Linked DNA regions of Podarcis muralis: region 2 is linked to region 1. A link is a contact called in public Hi-C data. All regions are on one chromosome and are shown on one strand. Each heading gives the region's core, a stretch centred on a gene start, on an enhancer-like site or on the middle of the called end of the contact. The rest is flanking DNA. Distances are from core to core; before and after follow the strand shown.

Region 1 (7,791 bases), core at 2,778-5,277:
GCATTCCAGCATGGTAAGCATTCAAATGTACAGAGACAATGTACATGATAGCTAATCTATTAGATTATCTCAGAGTACCAAATGCAGAAAACAAACAACAGATGAAGGCCTGCATGTCTGCCTTCTGTGCTTCTTCCTTGGAAACAGAATGCTGAAAGTTATGCACAAGTCTAAATATTACAGTGCACTTATATTGAACCCCACTACAGGGTCATTCCATATCAAGTGATCCAATTTTTTTACCTCATCCAATTTTCTTAATATTTTGTACACTTGTTGTATGATCAAAACTAAGTTTATATCTAACATTTTATTTTTTTAAAAAAAGTGTACAAAATATTAAGAAAACCGGATGACATGAGGTAAAAAATATATATGAATCATTTGATATGGAATGACCCTACAGCATTGTGGATGTTCTGGCTTGGATTCAAACCCTCACTTACCTAAAAAGCTCAACGAGTAATTTCGGGTCTTATCACTATCTCTATTCTATCCCACAAGGTGCCGAAAACACCTAATGAAGAGGGCAGGGCAAAGTATTTTTTCTTAGAGAGATTAGTACTGCAAGTGGGTACTGGGATTGCGATTCAACTCTCTTCCGCTTTTTCCACTGTGCAAAACAAATCCACATTGCACATTTAAAGTGCACGACTTCTCCCCAAAGAATACGGGGAGCCGCAGTTTGTTGAGGGTACTGGAACTGGAAGCTGGTTTCCAAGGATTCTCTATTGGAATTCGTGCGCTTTAAATGTGCAATGGATGCAGCCAGCAATCCGGGGGTGCTGCCTACCTACAAGTCCAAACGGATTTTGAGGCGGGGCTCTTATCAAAGTCCGAAAGGCCGAGACTTGTTGACCTTTGTAAAAATAAGAAGAGGGAGAGTCAGAGCTGCCGGCTGCTTACCTGGATACTCGCAGCGGTAAGGCCGGTCGGGCTCCAGGTGGCTCCTCCGCTGGTGAGCGCCGAGGCGGGCGGCGCTGGGGAAGCGCTGCCCACACGCCTCGCACTTGTGCGTCGCCTCCTGCTCGTGGGCCCGGCCGTGCGCCCGCAGGTTGTAGATGGTGGTGAAGCGCTTCGAGCAGCCGGGCGCCGAGCAGGCGAAAGGCCGCAGCTTGTCGTGCGAGTGCAGGTGGCGCCGCAGCTTGTAGGCCGTGGCGAAGGCCCAAGAGCAGCCGGGGACCGGGCAGGAGAAGGGCCGCGCCGCCCGCCCGGAGCCCCCCGACGCCGCTTCTTCTCCCGCTCCTCCGCCGCCATCCTGCGCCGTAACAGCAGCGCCGCCGCCGCCCCCTCCGTGCGCGGACAGGCGGTGTAGCCGCAGCAGCTGCTTGCGGGAGAAGACCTCTTCGCAGCGGGGCTCGGGGCAAGAATAAGGCGCGGGAGTCCGAGACGGGCCTCCTGCCGAGGCCTCGTCGGCAGCGCCGGAGGAGCGCAGCGCCTGAGGAGGAGGAAGGAGCGGCGCGGGAGGTGGAGGCGGCTGCGCGGGCCCGCCGAGGCTGAGCAGCCCGTTCTCGAAGCGCACCAGCAGGCTTTGGTTGTTGATGGTGAGCGTGCCCGAGAACGAGGAGCCGGCGGCGCCGGGGTCGTCGTCCTCTGCCGCCGCCTGTCCGCTCCCCTCAGCCACGGGCCCGGAAGCCTCGGCCTCGAGTGCACCTTCCCCCCCGCCGTCGCCGGGCTTCTCCTCTCGCGGAGGCGGCGGCTGCTGCGTCGTCGTGGTGGCGGCGGGTTCCTGCGAGGGGCTTCCGGAGGCTCCGCCCCGCACCAAGTTGAGCACCAGCAGCAGAGCGTCGCTGTCGTGCGGCTGCCCGGGGCCCGCGGGCGGCAGGGCCAAGGCGCTGCTCGCGGAAGGCCCTTGCGGAGGTTGCTGAGGGGCGGGCGGCGGAGGAAGAGGGGGAGGAGGCGGCAATGGCGGCGGCGGTTGCTGCTGCTGAGGCGGTTCCGGCGGCTTCTTGCCCTCCAGGAGCAGCAGCACCGGAAATGTCACGTCCAGGCCCCAGGCTCCCGCTGCCGCTCCCGCCCCAGAGTCCCGCGGCTGCGGGGGTCGGCGGGCGGGCCCTGAGGAAGAAGCCCCCTCTCCAACGGCCGCGGCGCCGCTGCCGCCATGTTGGTGGGTGCCGGGCTCGGGCCGGGCCGCCTCCACCGCGGCAGGCAGCCCCTGCGTTTCCATCTTGGGGGTCCCTGTAGCAGCGGCTGAAACCGGAGCCGCGGGGCGGGGCCGGCGGGGCGGGCGGAGAAACCCGGAATGCGGATCGCTCAGCGAGAGAGAGACAACAGCTCAGAGAGGGGATCCGGAGCTAACGCGGCTGGGTGGAAAACCCGGACACGGGATTGCTATGTGGAGTGTGCAATAGCGCAGGAAGGTGCGCCTCGCGGAGCGGAATTGGGAAATTGGAGAGAAGTCGGGGGAAAGGGTATGCAAAAATTAGAGCAGTCGTCTTGGATCAGGCCAGTGGCCCATCCCGTCTTAACACCCTGCTCTCACAGTGGCCAATCGGATGCCCGTGGGAAACCTGCAAGCAGGGTTGACGCGCAAGAGCCGTCTTCCCTCTCCTGTGGTTTCCAGCAACTGGAATTCAGAAAATTGCTGCTTTCGACTGTGGAGGCAGGGCTATAGCCATCGTGGAGCTATTGATAGCCCCTCTCCTCCATGAAGTTGCCTAATCCTCTTTTAAAGCCATCCACGTCCTGCTTTTCATGTGCAGGACGAACCTAAGTGTCAGAAATAACAAGGTTTCCGCCTCCTCTGTTGAAAGAGGCTTACACCTAGATTGGATCTTTCTTGTTTACATTTATTTATTACTTTATTTGGGAATTGCCTTTCACATACACCTTAAGGTGATTTAAATCATACCAATGAAAGCAACAAAAGCAGGTTTAAAAAACAGTGCAAAAAGCAACTAAAGATACTGTTACCCGCCACCGCAATCTCCAAGCAGTGCAAAATCCCAGGGGTTCAAGGCACATACCCCGGGGTTCAGGTTTCCTTGCAGTGAGGGCCTGCCAAGATTGTGATGTCTTTAGGATATTTGGTTTATTTACACATATATACAACCTGAGCCTGGGATGGAGAGGTTCACAGCATTAGCACTCCAAGAGACTCTTGCTTCTCCCATAGCCACAGCCTTGGATTCAAGCAGAAATAAGGCATAGCTCTGTCCCCCAGCTTACCAGCTTCTAGCTCACATAACTCAACTCTCCACTCTGGCCTTTATCTTGTGAACTACCAGCGAGCTGAGGGAGGGGGGCTCACCCATTTGTTTTCTGGCACAGAGCTACTTCCTTTGTTACCTTAATGGCCAACACTTAGAGGGTCTTTAGCTCCCCAGGAAGCTAGTCTAGCTATTCAATGAATTGAATCCATCTGTATCCAGGAATTAGAAGGGGGCTGAAGCATACAGCCTATCCCCAACAACTCATAACAATACAATACATAAGTTGTAAAGAAACGTGATGTATTCCCACTATGTACAGATGACTCCCCACTTTACACGGGTTCAGGCACCCTACACACAGTGAAAATCGTGTAAGTGGGGAGCACCCTTTAAAAGCCTCCTTCCTCTCTCTTCAAATTACTACTCTCCAAAAATCAAAAATACTGCACCCAAAATATCCACAACTGGAATTGCTACAATATCATTTAAGCAGCAGGTGGTGCTATACCACCTTGGGAAAAATTTGCATGCTGGTCCTAACTTTTGACACACCCATTGTGATTTTTTGAACTTTTTTTTAAAAAAAAAATCACAACACATCTTTGTTGTTATGAAATGGACAATCTCCTCATGCTTAGCCAACTGCATTATTTCTAAAGCTTTCTGAAACTGCCCTTTTTCTGTATTGCTAGGGTATTTCATACACCTGCTACACTATGAGTGTGGCACAATCAAGTCCCTTTCCCCTGCACCAGGGCAGTGGAGAGAAATTCAATTCAGTTCACATTTAAAGGTTTCTCTGCTAAATTGGCACTTCCTGAAATGGTGTGTGAACCGAACACTCAGCCATCCTTCAAGATTCAAACATTTCTGAATTCTGCAATGAATTAATGAGTACAAAAATTCATATACTAGGTATAGGGTTCAAAAAATTCATCTGTCTATCATTTGTTAGTCACTTTTTTCAAAAAGTGTCCCAAAGCAACCTGGAAGCCAGCTAAAAGCATCCAATAAAAATCTGAAAACACAGCTATATAGATAAAAGGCAGATCTTACAGATCCCACTCCACTAAGAAAGTGCCACCCTTCAAATTAAGGGCCAGAAGCCCAGGTAAAGATAAACCTTTAGCACCTAAAAACAGATGAAGGTGGAACTACACATGCCTCCCTGAGGGAAGCATTCCACACGCAGGGAGCCACCACTGAAAAGGCCCAATCTTGTGTTGCCAGCCTCTGCACCTCCCATGGAGAGGGCACACAAAGAAGGACCTCAGATATATATTAGTGGACATAGTACCCAAATATTCACTGGTGAAAATTGCTTGCAAATTTGCCCTATAATGCTGAATAATATTCATGAAGACTCTTAAAAGAAAATCTGCAAACTGATGTGGGAATGTGGAGAACTGAAATTAAGACTGGAAAAATGAGAAACCATAACTGACACATTTGCACGTTCCTAGCCACAACTTTGCTAATCCAAGCAACTGCTAAGCATAACAAGTATCTAAAACCGCCATGAGGAAAAGCTAAGTGATGCTGAGCATTTTCTGTTGGAATTCCATATGCTTCATGATGGACCTGCATATTATAACATGGTAAACTCAAACATTAATCTGGCCTTGTCACAATGGATCATCTGTCATTGTATTCAGTGCTGTAATTTGTTAAATTAAGAGACTTAAAGGCCTGATTCGGATGTCGTAACAAACCATGCCACCATATGATCTTGGTTTGATATTTTAGTTTGTGAAGAAACAATTTGCAGTATCAACATATGTACACAACCCCATTTCTGCTCATTAATTTATCTGCCTTTATAATGAATATATATTGGCCACAAACATGTTTACTCTATTATGTCTTGTCAAAATATTGTCTTTATATTTATATAAAATCTTTATAAGCGTCTTTTTAAAAAGCAACAACCCATTATTGGGAACAGAGTGTCCTTAAGTCTCTATTGTAGAGCTCGCTTAGGCTATTCAGTGAGATACGATTCATTGACAGCTTAAATTGAACTGCATTCCACTGGCACAAAACCATGAAAGGAGGAAAAAACCTTGCAATGAATCGCAGTTATGAAGGAACCAAAAGTCATCTAGTTCAGCCTCTTCTACCCATAGCTGTCAACTTACAGATTTGAAAATAAGGGACCAGCAGCCAAAATAAGGGACCTGCAGCCTCACCTGTTCCAGGCACTACAGTCTTCCTGCTGTCCTGCAGTCTGGTCAAACTGGAAGCTCGGGCTTCCCCCACCCCAGCCTCGTGCCTGGGGGGGGACGACGACATTTTTTTCTTTATTCCCCCCCCCCCAAAAAAACCCTAGGTGCGCCTTATGGGCCGGTATGCCCTATGGGGCGAAAAATACGGTACTTTATGAAAAGCAGTTTGAGCTATTTAGTTAAACTGTTGTTGTTGATGGTTAACTATTCTAGATTAACAATTAATAATTACATTACTCTTTGGGGGGGTGATTATTTACATCTCATTATTAGCACATTGAAATAGCAACAGAAAAGTGTCTTTCCTCACCTAGGTTGCGGAAACGAAGAAAGCTAATCTGGTTCTTGTACTGATCAGTTCTTGTACTGAAAACAGATTCCTAGGCTCAGAATGTGCTCAGAGGCATGCTGTTCTTTAATTCTGACTGTTTGTCTGTTGTACCAGGCTCTGGTTACTGGATCTTGGGGTTCGACTAACATAATAATAGTAATAATAATAATAATAATCCAACAAGGAAGGAGCCCTCCCTTCTCTGATGTCACTGATGAAGCTAAATATCTGGCTTTACAATCTATGGCCAAAAACTTTTAAGTGAGATGTTGAAATATTTGGCATTGTCTGCATGCAAACTGGGTGTGGGTAAACTCCAATAGAACCGGGAGCTTTAAAATTTATTGGCAAATTCCAAAATCAAAAGCACATGAAGATAATATATCACTGTGTGTGTGTGTGTGTGATCTGGCATCTAGTCAGGAATGTTCTGAACGGAGAAGTAGCTTTTGTGACCTAAGAGATACAACTGTGAGCAATTTTCACATTGGATATATCAGCACCGAGTGTGATTCATCACTGCAGCTCTGTCAGCCTGAAAAGATCTCGACCACCAGCAGCCGAGGCCCATTCCTGCCTCCATTCCAGCTCGCAGCCACAACCCCATCAAAACTGTGGCATTGTGCAGCACCAAAAGGCACCAACTCTTCTGTAGGCCATTTGCAAACTGTGGTGCAAAATGGTGGCATGTTCTTTCTTTTTTTATGGCTGGAGATGATGTTGCAGAGGAGATGAATGATGCTATGAGACAGGATGACAAGGAATGCAATGTGGTGGTGATGGTGAGTTCTCACATCCCAGATAGATAGATAGATAGATAGATAGATAGATAGATAGATAGAGATATAAGAAAGGGGATGGACAAACAGTAGAATTCAGGGGAGGTGAGTGAAGAATGGGTTGTGGGACAACTCTGATCCATCCATCCATAGTGCTTGGTTGGCAAATCATCCAGGCAAACAATTAAGTGAATGCTTCACCCTTGTTGTGTATATAATTTAGCTAAGGAATCGGGTATCCAAATCAACAAATAAATGGATTTCCAATGGGGGCCTGTGTCAGACCCTCCTGAGCAGTTGAAGTGCTGACACATAGGCATAAATATTCTCATAATAACAATGCTGGATTTTGACTACAAACATGAAAAATGGGTTGCTTAAAAGAGCATTAGAAATGGAACATGTGTGTCCTTATTTCTTGTGCTTGGATTTCTAGACTGACAAACAACCATAGATGTTGACAATACAACTCATGCTGGATAGATTCTTTGGTTGGGAAACATTCACTGTGATGCGATGGAAATACTGTTGAATGTTAAGTAGGTTGGAGTTTCCAAAAAATGAAAATAAAAAGGGTCCACTGTCCTGGAAGACAAACTCAAAGGCGTGTTTATTATGCCAACTTAACTAAGGCTTGTTGAAGACCAGAAGGGCATTGTTCAAAGCCTGTTGTTGTTGTTTAAAAAAGGCAGAGTAAAAATTTTAGTATAAGGTTAGCAACTCAAGGCTTGTTCCAGGATGTTATCATCCACCACCTTATGTGGAAGAGTCACCTTCAGCTTCTTGTCTTTCTGCATGGCTTGGCAGATGGTTTCATATGCATTGTTGTTGCCGGACCAACAGCGTCTAGCGACCTGTCCATAGGGAACAAAAATAAATGGGTATATATTAAGAAAAGAGTCATTTCTCTCAGCTATGTCAATCGTAGGAGAACACTTCTAATCAAATGGTTCTCATTTTTAACACATTTGATTTCTCAGTACAGTATCTAGCTCCTTCACCCCCTTGGCCAGGCATAGGCAAACTCGGCCCTCTAGATGTTTTGGGACTACTATTCCCATCATCCCTGACCACTGGTCCTGTTAGCTAGGGATCATGGGAGTTGTACGCCACAAACATCTGGAGGGCCAAGTTTGCCTATGCCTGCCCATGGCTGTCGTCCCCCCCCCCTTAAAGTAAACCTGGTATGTTTTAGTTCCAGTTACAAGATTATTGGCCAGCACTAACCACAGGCAGTCACAGTATCAACAGGGCGCTTCACAAGGTTCCCTCTGAGGTAATGGAAATACTAAGGTGATCTGTAA
Region 2 (7,791 bases), core at 1,390-3,889, 130 kb after region 1:
ACCTACAATTCTATAATTCTATGTACAGTGGTACCTCGGAATGCAAACGGGATCCGTTCTGGAGCCCCGTTCGCATCCTGAACAGAACTTAAGACGTGATAGCGCGTCTGCGCGTGTCGCATTTCGCCGCTTCCGTGCATGACGTCATTTTGACCATCCGCACATGCGCGAGTGGCGAAACCGAGAAGTAACATGCTCCGTTACTTCTGGGTCAGCGCGGAGCGCAACCTGAACGTGCTCAACCTGAAGTGTATTTATCCCGAGGTATGACTGTACTACTATGTGTCTCAAATACACAGCCAGTGTTCGAAACTCCCATTGTTCTAGGCGCATTTTGCAACAGGGAATTTCATTAGTGATAGCACTTTTTGAGCTCTGGGCAGAGTATTGCACCTAAGATTTGATTAAAACTGCAGAGTGGAAGGAAAAGAGGACCTTTTTCTGCCTCCCCACTTCCAGCTACTCTCTGAAAACTGGAGAGGAGACCCTCATAAGAATATTAGGGGAAGGACTAGACCATGTGAAAACTGAACATAATATTTTAGCTGCAGCTCCTTTTCAGCTTTGCATTCTTGTTATAAAAAAGAGCACCTAGACATTCCCTTGTTGTGCCCACAACCTAGGTTTAAGGTGCCATTTAGCTCCTAGCTTTCATACCTCAGTTTCTAACTTTCCTTCAGCCACCAACTCACAGCAGTAGTCTCACAGCATTAGACAAAGCAGACCCCCACAAACATAATTAGAAGTATTGATTTAAGACTTTAAGTGACTTTAGCTTAATCGTAAATCACAACTCATTGCTTTCGCTTAAAAATTAGTACCACTTTATTACTACCATAGTTACCTAACTATTTACCTAACTCCTTATTAGACTCAACTATTAAATTGCAGATGCTGCGGTTTACAGTTCTGAAAGTTATGTAATGATAAATATGACAACATATTTATCATTGCATAACTGGACAGCAACTGCTAGACAGTGTCATAACTTCATTCACTCTATTCTGTGGGGGAAGGAAGGGAAAACTGAGAAAGAGAGTGGGGGGAAAGACTGAGCAAGCCTCATTTTGTTAACTGTCAGTAAAAGGAACAGCATCCTACCATGAATATCAAAAACTATATACTACTACAGTACAGTGGTACCTCAGGTTAAGTAATTAATTTGTTCCAGAGGTCCGTACTTAACCTGAAACTGTTCTTAACCTGAAGCACCACTTTAGCTAATGGGGCCTCCTGCTGCTGCCGCGCCTCTGGAGCACAATTTCTCATCCTGAAGCACAGTTCTTAACCTGAAGCACTATTTCTGGGTTAGCAGAGTCTGTAACCTGAAGCGTATGTAACCTGAAGAGTATGTAACCCGAGGTACCACTGTTTATAAAATAGCTGTGGCCTAACACCAAAGTTCCTTGCTCACAAATAAATATAAGCTTGTGTTCAAATGTTGTGTTTGTCTACTAATAATCTACATAATAATAATAATAATAATAATAATAATAATAATAATAATAAAGGTCACAGGTTCCCCATCCCTGCAGGACAGAGATGCTGCCAAGTCGAAGCAGACAGTGCTGGGCTTTGGTGAACTAACAATAAAGGCAGCAACGTTACATTCAAAACAACAGAGTTCAGTCCCTGGGATGTTTCGTGACCAGCAAACTTTGCAAATACCCAAAAGCCCTTGGAAAAGAAGGTGTCCTGACAAACCACGTTTCCAACACCTGACTCAGTTGCAGATACATTTAATAGGTATATCTGAAGGAGTGTCTCCACCCCCATCGTTCAGCCTGGACCCTGAGGTCTACCTCTGAGGATCTTCTGGCAGTTCCCTCACTGCGAGAAGCCAAGTTGCAGAGAACCAGGCAGAGGGCCTTCTTGGTAGTGGCGCCCGCCCTGTGGAACACCCTCCCATCAGGTGTCAAGGAAATAAAAGTACTATCTGACTTTTAGAAGACACCTGGAGGCAGCCCTGTTTAGGGAAGTATTTAAATGTCTGAAGTTTTACTATGTTTTTATATGTGCTGCAAGCCAAGCAGAGTGGTTGGGGAAACCCAGCCAGTTGGGCAGTGTATAAATAAAATATAATAATTATTATTCATTAAAATTATTATTATTATTATTATTATTATTATTATTATTATTATTATTATTACTACCACCACCAGACGAGATGAGCCCTCTTAAAAAACCTGCCCACCCGCACTCTCCGTGGCTAAAATGTGGAAGAGCAAGGTTCAAATCCCTCCTCAGCCACATGGCTTCCCACCCCGTGACCTTGGGGACGGTCACTCTCTCTCAGTCCAGCTCGCAGGGCTGCTTCGAGGGTAAAGAAAACCGAGAAGGGGAAGAAGAGGGCGGCCAAAGCGTGCTCCTTCCCAAGCGCCTCGGGAGAAGGAGCCGGGGACGAGACCCCCATAAGGAAACGCGGGGCGGGGAGCAATGCTTGCTCGCTCTCTCTCTCTCGCCCCCAGTACCTTCTTGCCTGCAGTAGGACATGGCTGGGGAGAGCTCGCGAGCAGCGCGTTGCTCCTTCCGCGGCGCCGGATGGCCCAACGAGCGACCCGTCCGTCCGTCGGCCCCGCCAGCACCGCCACCGTGAGCCGGCGGCACAGCGGACCGCGCGCTTTCCCCCTCGCGGCGACTTCTCACCCGCGCCGGAAGGACCCCGAGGAGGATGAGGAGACCAGGAGTCCGCCTGAGCGCTGGGTTTTTTCTGAGGCGCGCAAGGGGAGCCGGGCAGGGGCGGAGCCTTCCCTCCCGCGTTCTCTCTAGCGGGGCCTCAAAGGCATAACTAACGGGAGGAGAAGAGCTCGGCGTGGTCGGCTTATCCCTGAAGTACTACATGTCCCAGCGTGCTGTGCGCGTAAATCCTCCTTTTCTCCACAAAACATGCTTCGTCGGCCTGTGTGATAAATGACCACCGCCCCCTTTTTATTATTACTTAACGCTTGGAAGTTCAATGATAGTCCCAGCGGGGGAGGGGGAGAGAATAAATAAATACGCGTGGCCGCCCCTGTCCCGTTAAACGACTACATTTCCCAGCATGCTCCACGGCCGCTCTCTGTTCCCTGACATGCCCGCGAAGGCTCGTTGGAGGGAGTGCGCACGCGCGACAGCCTCGAGCGTCCTGCTCGGCAGCGGAGAGGCGGGGCACCTCGTGGGAGTGACTGCTTAACCCCTGCCTGGGTGGGGATTCCTGAGGATTTGCATTCCGTTCTTTCCTTCCAGTGTTAAGGATCTTACGGCGGAGTTTAGAGACTCGCAAACTCAAGATGTCTCGAAATGTAAGTGTGTGTCTCCCTTTCCTTAAAGGTGGCCCTAGGAATCATGGAATTGTTCGGTTGGAAGGGACCCCGAGGCTCCTGTAGCCCAACCTCTCTTTGCAAGGCAGGGATCTCAACTAGATCTCTACGCTCGCGGGTTTAGAGACGGGCTGAGACACACCAAAAACTTGCGGGCATCCCGGGGCTGCGATCCTACGCACTCTGGCTTGGGAGGCAGCAAGCTTCATTGAACGCAGCGAGACTTACTTCCGAGTAAATGTGCACAGGATCGGGTGGCGTGAGATCAGCTGGCTTGTCAGCGCGGGAACGAACAGCGGTGGATTTTTTTTCTGATGCGGAGAAGTTAAATAGATGCTGCTTGCAGGACTTAAAATGGAGAATTAAATAGATACTGCTTGGAGAGGAACCGCTTTCTCCTCCGTGGTTTATATTACTATTGCTACGGAAATACCGATTCCTCTGAGTCTGAGACGTTAGGTGTTGTTAACTAGCATATTCCTTAAGATGCTGTGTGACTTATTCTGCATCCTCTTTGCTGCCAACATCTAGCGCAGCTATTCCCTTGGAAAAGGGCGTCTGCTTATGAATTGTTTCAGGGTGTTGTCACTCACCAAGTTTGAAAACGGACCTTTTTTGGGTTCCAGTGCGTACAAGTACACACATACAGTTTACCTTGGCTGCAACACATGCTCAGATTAAAGGGGACTCGCTTCTACTTTCCACCCCACAGTAACAACGTTTTTAAGTAAATAGACACAAAAGGCAGGAGAGAAGCCACACTAACAGCATTCTATCATTTACCAGGGCAAATTTGACAGGGCTTACTTCTGCTTGCATATGCCTGTGCAGTTAAAACAACACCATTGGGTTTAAAATGATTAAAGCAGGCATAGGCAAACTTGGCCCTCCAGATGTTTTGGGACTACAACTCCCATCATCCCTAGCTAACAGGACCAGTTGCCAGTGGTCAGGGATGATGGGAATTGTAGTCTCAAAACATATGGAGGGCCAAGTTTCCCTATGCCTGGATTAAAGGGTGCTAGGCTGCAGTCAACAAGTATTTAATTAAACAACAACAACCTCAACAACCACCAAGATCTCCCATCAGGAATTAATCAAGGAAGACTGGCAAAACTGTTGAATCTTACTAAAAGGATACATAGCCAAGCTAGCTGGCACCCACAGATTAATCCTGCAGGCTAAACCTCATGTGAAATGCACAGTGCAGTTCCATGAATGTTTATGCAAAAGTAAGTCCCACTGTGTTCAGTGAGACTTGCTCCCAGGTAGCTGTGAATAGGTTTGCCACCTTAGTAGCGTCTCTTCTGAAAGTATTGGCTGGAGGGAACTATACTAGTCTGCTTGCCAGAAGCACCAGATGGAGCAGCACAGTGACAGAAGGAGGTAGAGGGAGGTCAGTATACTTTGAGTAGGTAGGTAAGTTTCATCGCCTGGGCAAAACTATAAAGCTGAACAAATGAGCTGGTAGACGAAGGCTGCAGTCTTCTACATGCTTACTTGGGAGTAAGCCCCATTGAACACTTATGAACTTAGTTCTCTAAAGAATTTCTGTTTTGTTTCTACCAGCTGTGCTTTGATATCAGTTCTTCAGAAGCAATGATTGAGCATGGTCTTGTTTTAACTTCTGCCCTGTGGTTAAAACAAGCAGAAGTTAGCTGGAGTAGCATGTGCACACACAGCTTCTTTGCATGTCATCCTGGGAGGCAAGTGTGTGTCTGCTTGGCTCAGAAAGCCAGTTGCTATGGGCACCTGTAGAAAATATTTTGAGTAGACACACCCTAAAATGTGTTTCAGTGTGGGCAATTGATAATCCTCCTGTGTCTCTTCATAGTGTTATTTTTAAACAGCGTTATTTAGTCCTGTGCCTTAGCACATGTTGAGAAGTAGAGTCTGTGAACGATGTTGAATGTTTAGACTGAGCATTCCATGCTTCTTTATTCCCCCTTAACCTTTAAAAAATCCAAACCAAAGTATTTCCCCACCACCAGAACCATGAAGGGAAGGATTGCTTGAAGTGTTCCTTCATGCATACAGGCCCAAGTGTTGAATGCTACCTGCATTCAGTGGTGGTGGTTGCATATGCACTGTTGCAGAATTCTGATCCTTTTTCCAGTTGAAAAAGAGCTGAAAGTGACCACTCTGTTTATGGACTGGAATAGCACTGCAATGTCAGTAGTCTTAGAACTGCAGCCTTGGCTATTTCCTTTTCGAAATGTGCACAGGTAGTTGTAAGTGAGCATTAATAATGTATTCAGTAGGGTGGGGTGGAAACTGAATTGCTGTCTTGCAAGGTAGGTTCTTAGCTTATACTTATCACTTTTTTGCCAAATAAAAACCGGTATCTACCACCATTGCTGTAGCAGACTATTCCCCCCCCCCCCCCTGGGAAAATACCATCCTTGCTATTTTTAGTACCTATTTTCGTGGCACTAATGGACTATATGAAAATACAATCTCTATTGCTTGTAAACTGTCTGTGTAGAGAACACATTGTCAAGAGGCTGATGCCAACCTGCTGATTTCTCTTTTGGGTGTTGAGCATGCCATGGTAGGAACTCTGCCCAGAACTAATTTCTTTTGATTTTGTTTTTTCTTTTATAACAGTTTTCTGACACCGGTAGCAAGAAAGAACATGTTAAAATTACAAGTGAGCGCAAGCCTGGATTTCTGGAGCGCCTCAGTGAAACTTCTGGAGGGATGCTCATAGGACTTGCCGCATTTGCCCTCTCTTTTTACGTTCTTTTTACCAATGAGGTAAGTCAAGGCAGGGAGGATGGAATTATTTTTTCAAGTAGCTCAGGGGTATAAAATATTAAGGCCCTTTGGGGATTCCCCAGTAAGACTCATAGACTGGCTGGCAATGGTTCTCTAGGGCTTCAGGCAGGAATCTCTCCCAGCCCTGCCTTGAGATGCTGAGGATTGAACCTGGGACCTTTAGGTGGAAAAACAGATGCTGTGCCACCGAGCTATGGCTCTCTTCCTGGGCTCCTTTCTAAGCCCACTCAGTAAAGTTACCTTTTAAAGATCGAGCTCAAGCTTCCTCTGAAGAATTTACAGCCCTAACTTAATTATTTTGCATATGTGCGGCTGTGATAAGTGCTAATGTATTTGCCTCCAGAACTTCACAATGCAATTTTGGCATTAATTTTGCATCTCAGAAATAGCGACAACAAAAATCTTTACATGCCATTATCTGGAATGTCACCCGCAGACCTTTTCAAAATGTCTTAACTGCTTTTACTGGCAGAATTACGAGGGAGTAGGTGGTTCTGCAGGGACGCAGGTGGCACTGTGGGTTAAACCACAGAGCCTAGGACTTGCCGATCAGAAGGTCGGCGGTTCGAATCCCCGCAACGGGGTGAGCTCCCATTGTTCGGTCCCAGCTCCTGCCCACCTAGCAGTTCGAAAGCATGTCAAAGTGCAAGTAGATAAATAGGTACCGCTCCGGCGGGAAGGTAAACGGCATTACCGTGCACTGCTCTGGTTCGCCAGAAGCGGCTTAGTCATGCTGGCCACATGACCCAGAAGCTGTATGCTGGCTCCCTCGGCCAATAAAGCGAGATGAGCGCCGCAACCCCAGAGTCGGTCACGACTGGACCTAATGGGTCCCTAGGTGGTTCTGCATTGCTCTGCAACTGTGGTACTTCCTCTGTATCTCAGGCCTGAAGTCATCCCATAATTCATCCAGATTCTCCCCAGAACACAGCCCTGCTCACCCTGACACACTTCCTCACAGTTTCCATTCAAGTGCTCTTGCTTGCCAGAAATGTGTCCTTAAACCAGAGTGCTTGCCTCAATGGTGGGTGGAGAGATTGGGGAACGCTGGCATGTGGCTTTTGCCTGGCTGTCATATAGCCCAGGGCACAAAGGTGTAAGATTCACCCATTGCTCTGCCCACCGCTGGGATGCAACCCCTGGAAGCTCCCCCACCTCTGCTTGCAAGGATTTTCTGTAGGTCAATTTTAGCACAACGTTCCACTGTCTTGTCGCCTCAAAGTGTGCTCTCCCACTCCCACCCCTCTCGCATTTTGTTGTCTGTAGGGGCGAGCTTTGAAGACGGCCTCCTCTTTAGAAGAAGGGCTTTCTCTGGTGGTCCCTCTTGACGACATCCAGAACGTATTACAAGAGAATGAGAGGAAACTCGTGCACCTGTCGGGTCCCCTTAGAACTTCAAAGGTAAATAAAGTGGCCTTACCAGAAGAATTTGTAGATTGTCCCCCACCTCCACATTGCAGTGTGTGTGTGTTGTTTTTTTTAAGTGCTGCTTCAGTTATCCCATACATTTGGATGCCTTGCCTGAAAAAGCTTGTGCTTGTTTATTTCACCCTATTGTATGTGTGTGTGTGTGTGGGGGGGGGGTTATGTACGCATGAGAATCTGCAACTTCAAATGCGATCAAAGGTGTAAGAGTGAGCATCTGGAATGCACAATGCTGCAAAAGTTATGGCTCATGCCATTTTGTGTTTTCTGGAAACACTGCTCCCTAATG

Evidence for each region. Hi-C and Micro-C count contacts between places; a contact is called where the count stands out from the background.
Region 2: a Hi-C map of blood shows a contact between it and region 1, with 5 times the contacts expected there. The contact joins the promoter of CHCHD4 here to the promoter of ZXDC in region 1. A contact is called at or near these places in 2 of 3 Hi-C or Micro-C datasets (blood and tail).

Annotation. Positions count from the first base shown.
Region 1 is chr2:86,445,100-86,452,890 of rPodMur119.hap1.1, forward strand. ZXDC (ZXD family zinc finger C) reads right to left here and starts at 4,028. Exons shown (of 9, transcript XM_028719231.2): 1 at 907-4,028. The coding sequence starts at 2,167. UROC1 (urocanate hydratase 1) reads right to left here. Exons shown (of 20, transcript XM_028719235.2): 20 at 7,071-7,341. The coding sequence ends at 7,201.
Region 2 is chr2:86,577,017-86,584,807 of rPodMur119.hap1.1, forward strand. It overlaps CHCHD4 (coiled-coil-helix-coiled-coil-helix domain containing 4), which reads right to left and starts at 2,640. Exons shown (of 3, transcript XM_028719239.2): 1 at 2,472-2,640. The coding sequence starts at 2,493. It overlaps TMEM43 (transmembrane protein 43), which reads left to right and starts at 2,942. Exons shown (of 12, transcript XM_028719237.2): 1 at 2,942-3,281; 2 at 5,907-6,056; 3 at 7,344-7,478. The coding sequence starts at 3,270.